Linked DNA regions of Triticum aestivum: region 2 is linked to region 1. The links are chromatin contacts, called in public Hi-C maps. All regions are on one chromosome and are shown on one strand. Each heading gives the region's core, a stretch centred on a gene start, on an enhancer-like site or on the middle of the called end of the contact. The rest is flanking DNA. Distances are from core to core; before and after follow the strand shown.

What was found. Hi-C and Micro-C count contacts between places; a contact is called where the count stands out from the background.
Region 2: a contact with region 1 is called in a Hi-C map of leaf, with 4 times the contacts expected there. The contact joins the promoter of LOC123132541 here to the promoter of LOC780671 in region 1. A contact is called at or near these places in 2 of 5 Hi-C or Micro-C datasets (both in leaf).

Annotation. Positions count from the first base shown.
Region 1 is chr6A:145,903,840-145,906,539 of IWGSC CS RefSeq v2.1, forward strand. It overlaps LOC780671 (putative callose synthase 8), which reads right to left and starts at 1,317. Exons shown (of 41, transcript XM_044552364.1): 1 at 739-1,317. The coding sequence starts at 1,009.
Region 2 is chr6A:146,130,708-146,133,407 of IWGSC CS RefSeq v2.1, forward strand. LOC123132541 (bZIP transcription factor RISBZ4) reads right to left here and starts at 1,349. Exons shown (of 5, transcript XM_044552370.1): 1 at 934-1,349; 2 at 144-249. The coding sequence starts at 1,095.

The sequences.
Region 1 (2,700 bases), core at 67-2,566:
AAGGAATGTTTTTCACTTGCCTGCTGATCAAGCTACCTGTATTTTTAAGGCTTCCAACAACCTACTCTGCTAACGAAGGGAAATAAGCAGAAAGGTAGTACTGCTAAAGAAGAATGTTCTTTGTGGAAGAATCTTTGGCTGATTCTAGAACAGACCCTCTAGCCTTTGGAATATAACCAGTTAACATCTGGTCCTACAACACATTTCTTTTAAATGAAAGTGGAAGACAAGGATATTCAAGATTCAAGAAGGTGATGTGCTAAGCATGTGAGCTGCCAAGTAGCCTCGCCCCTCATCCTTTGCAGAATCTACAAATTACCAGATGTAACTAAATCAGCAACGATGCTTAAGCGATGGTGGAAAGCAGCAATGGACGACCAAGCACCCGAGAACTCACGATCACCAACCATAAACTTCCGGCATCAGAGGATATGACAACACAAAAGATAGAATACTCCTGAACTGAAACGAGTGGCACCAAACCACCTCGAATCTCTTCAGGCTGGTTTCGTACCCGCGTTATCCTGAATACAGTCACCGACAGGATCTCAAATGACATACACACTGCACCACTTACACACATCGACGTTCAACGTCCATCTTGCACCCCAGGTCCTCCCTGAGCTGCCGGCATTTCCTCGAGCACGTCGCGGGCACCAGCGAGCCGCAGTCTACCACCATCATAAGGTGAAAAGTCCTAGAGAACACTCGAGGGAGAGTTATCGTGCGGGCGCTTACAGAGGTACGCGACGCGCGGGGACTCGGCCTCGATCTGGTTGGCGACGCGCAGGAACGGCCGTATCTCCAGCACGAGCGTCTGCGGGAGCTTCTCGCTGTCGAACTGCAGCGCCGCCGTGACGGCGCTGGCGCTGGCGCTCGCCTCCGCGGCGCTCGCGCTGGAGGACGCCGTCATGGGCGGCGGCGGGAGCGGCGGGGGAGGAGGGGGCGCCCGCCACTGCGGCGCCGGTGCGTACCGCAGCGGCTCGACCTCCACGATCTCCGGCTCCATCGCGTGAGGCGTCCTTGCGGAGGAGGCGAGACTCGGCACTCGGCACCATCGCCGCTACTTATCTACTAAATCCCGCCTTCGCTTTCGCTTTCGTCGTCGCCTTAGCCGCTAAGCTTTATCGCTTTTCCTCCCCCGGGCCGGCGCGGAGGTGGCGGCTTTCGCTTTTTTCGGCGATCGCCTCGCCTGCCGCCCGCTTTTGATCTCGGATTTGGTTGGCCCGGCGTCTGTGTGCGTGCACTGGTGAGGCGAGGCGAAGGCTTTTTCTACGAGGCTGGGGAAGGGGCGAGGGAGGGGGAAACGAGTAGTGCGAGAAAAGATGGTGTGGGGGGAGGCTTTTTGAACGTTCGGGGGTGGGGTACGCGTTGCAGAAAAAGTGTGGGGGTGTCTAGTGGTAGATTGGCTTTTTTTTCCTTCGTTTGCTGTCTTTTGCCAGAGAAAAGAATTACATCTGCCTTTGCTTTGGGGCTTTGACGTCCCTCTCTTGGTGGGTAGAGTGCTTTGGAGAGCACTGGCTAAGCAAGAGTGCTAAGCAACGCTGTTCTGGGCTAAGTGATCTACCTTGTCATTCTAAGAGAGAGAGAGAGAGAGAGATTGCGAAGAGGTTTTCGCCCTGCTTTGTGGATAAAATCAATAGACCTAGCGATACAAGGTGATTGGATTATCCTCTTACAAACCAGATCAACGAAAACTAGGACGAAGCAAGGCGAGGGCGCGGGCAATGCACAAGGAATGCATGGCCGGACGCCGCTGGCTTGCCACCGAGCAAAAGTACAGGAGTGTCGGAACGACAACCAGAATAGTCTGAAGAAACTGACCGACAGAGAACTCACGTCCCAAGATGAAGGAGAGAAAACAAACAAGACCGCCAAATGGCGGTGCTGAAGAAGTTCCGCCTCATGATACACACCTACCCGCAAACATCGGCGCGACGCTACCCGAACATGAATGCTTGGACTACTCCCTTAAGAGGGTAACGACGCACCGCACCATGTCGCCCAGTCCGACAGAACGGACATGGGTTTTCACTAGAGATCCGGCAAGCAAGGAAGGGAAGGCCCACAGAGGCACCCCTAGGAGGGAGGCAACACCCGCAGGCATCGCCGATGTCGGCGCCAAAGTATTGAGATTTCACTAAAAGTATCTCCCTCACCTTGCCGAGGAACCTGGTCACTGAGCCGACCGTGACGGGGATCCCGTCACACTTGGATTTTGGTCTTCGCGTTTAGACCAGGCCCAGCTACCATCAATGGCAATGCCCTCACCCTCGATATCCACATTGCCAAGAACAGTTGCCAACACTACTACCACGAGGCTCGCCAAAGAGTTTACTGTGCAACCCACCTTTTGGGGTCGCCGCCTCGACATCTAAGACTCGAGCCCCCACGCACCAACAACCGTCACACCCCGAGACCACGGATGGCATCCTACGACCACAAATCAACCCGAGCCACCTGCCTTGAGGGATCGTCAATTTAACTGCATTTCTCTGCCTATGATTCTCAAGCCTGAGACTCGCGTTGTGATATGGGGTGTATCCCTTGAGGGGGGGCGATCTTCAAAAATTATAGGAAGAAATGAGAAGGGAAACACAGGGATGAACAAAAACACGAGATAACTACATAGCTTCCTCGATGGAACACACATCCACTAGTGGACGAGAACCCAAGGCAACACATGCACTTGCAATGTAG
Region 2 (2,700 bases), core at 99-2,598, 230 kb after region 1:
CCAAACATCTGAATATCATGTGATTCAGTGTGCAGTTTAGTACTGAAAACCATGGCACACAGCAATGAACCATTCTTCTTCTAAACACAATCATATGAACTCACTGAAAACTGTGGAAGAGGAACTATGTTGGATGCATTTACCATAGATTGACGACTGCGACTCGATTGTCGTGGAGACCGCGGGATGCCGTGCGCCGAGGTTCGGGGACTGAGACCACAAGTGAGTCTGAATTGTTCCATTCAGGGTCTGCTTAGTTGGGAAAAAACGAAAGAAATTCAGTACAGTGAAAACAATCGCCCAAGTGGAGCTCTACATCAGAACATATCATGCATAGCAAAGGTGTATTATTCGTTTGCATCTTCTAGTACTACATAGAATTCAGATGTTTGACAAAATTTGATAATTTTTTGGTTGAATTTCAGTCAAATTCGAACACAACTTTTGGTGTTGGCCGAATTGAAAAAGCCAAAATCACCATAAAAGCCACTGATTTCAGTTGATGACCGAAATTCGAATGAAAGAAAAGAAAGACTGAACACACACACACACTCCTAACTTTGGCATATGGGAATCTTTCGTCCACCTCCAAAATATAGTTATATTTTTAAATAAATATGATTTCTTTCTCAAGGATGTTAAGCGTGCATGTTGCCAAGAGGAAAGGCTAGGTCGCATCGCATGGCCCGCATCTCACCCACAAGCCGCAGGTGGTTCAATTAATTCTAGTCGGCAGGAATGATGCAAGCACCATCTCATGCCATCAAGGGGAAAAAATATATGCATATGTCGCGTATGATCATCAGAAATTCAGAACATGCCATGCCATAAGCATCCAAAAATTCCGTGCTATGCAGTACGCGCCACAGTTTCATCAGCTCCTCTGCTGCGCTACGTTAACAGGAGGAGATCGATCGAGGGCGACGGACTCACCGCGTCGGCGAAGCCGAAGGCGCCGGAGAGGTCGGCGGCGGAGAAGAGGCCGTAGGGCCCGTTGGCGGTGCCCACGGCGGCGGTGCCGGGCTTCTGCTCGGCGCCGAGCCCCCGCCCGCGGATGAAGGCCTCCAGCTCCAGCTCCGACGCGCACTTCTTCATCGCCGGTCGCTCGCTCGCTCGCTGCGCTGCCGCTGCGGAGAGGGGGAGGGAGCTGAGGTGAGCTGAGCAGAGCTGCGGAGGAGGAGTCTGGTGGGTGCTCCGGTACGTGGCGTCGGCGTCCGGTGCTTCCTTTTAGAGGGGAGATGCCGCGGTGAGGCGGAACGCTATAGAGAGAAAAAGCTCTTTTCGGCGGTCGATCGATCAATCGGATAGAAAAAAACCAAAGGAGAAGAAAGGTGGCTGGCTGGCTGGAAGGAGTGAAGTCGGGCGTGGAAAGCGGTTCGGCTCGTCTCTGGGGCGCCTTCTTCGAGGATATCTACGGGTCTGCCCCTCGACCGGCCGTATCCAGGCCAGACACGCGGGACCACGGTTTAGGATCCTCGTCACCGCGAAATTGCGAGGCAACGCAAAGAGGAAGTGACGTCCGTGCATGGGTGTCGAGCTCCGGTGGGTTCTCTCTTCTCTGCTTCGAAGAAAATAAAAACATATCGTAGAGCATCTACAATCAGACTTTACAAAGTTTGCCCCACAATGTCTGGGATGCGTCCGCGGACAGCGCCTAGTCACTCCTCATTCCTCGCCTCACAATAGAACATTTCCAGCCGCGTCCCCAACAGGCACCCCAGGACACTTTTTCGGCACCGGTGCCGAAAAAATAGCCCAGTCGCGCCTTCAGGAATCCGTTTTCCGCCGGATTGGGCAGAAATTGACGCCGGCGTATCCAACTCGAACCCGGCGTGCTGGGGATCGCCTGGGGGCGCCGGACGGACCGTTTTTGGCGCGAACTGTGATGGACCCGCCCTGTCAGCGACGCGCCGCTTCGTCGTCCACATCGCCTCGTTTCCCGCGGGAATCAATGCTGAAAGGATCGATATGGTTGACTAGAGGGGGGTGAATAGGCAACTAACAATTTTTAGCTTTTCTTTAGCAATTTAAACTTTGCATCAAAGTAGGTTGTCTAGATATGCAACTAGATGAGCAACCTATATGATGCAACACGAATAGAAACACAAGCAAGCAAGATATATGAAACAAATAATCTACACAAGTAAAGGCACGAGATAACTAAGAATGGAGACGGTGGAGACGAGGATGTGTTGCCGAAGTTCCTTCCCTTTGAGAGGAAGTACGTCTCCGTTGGAGCGCTGTGGAGGCACAATGCTCTCCAAGAAGCCACTAGGGCCACCGTAATCTCCTCACGCCCTCACACAATGGGAGATGTCGTGATTCCACTATTGGTGCCCTTGGAGGCGGCGACCGAACCTTTACAAACGAGGTTGGGGCAATCTCCACAACTCAATTGGAGGCTCCCAACGACACCACGAAGCTTCACCACAATGGACTGTGGCTTCGCGGTGACATCAACCGTCTAGGATGCTCAAACACCCAAGAGTAACAAGATCCGCAAGGGATTAGTAGGGGGAATCAAATATCTCTTGATGGAAGTGTAGATCGGGGTCTTCTCAACCACTCCCGAGCAAATCAACAAGTTTGGTTGGCTAGGGAGTGAGATCGGGCGAAAATGGAGCTTGGAGCAATAATGGAGTTTTAATGATGGAAGAGGTGAGTCAACGGGGAAGAAGGAGACCCTTTATATAGTGTGGA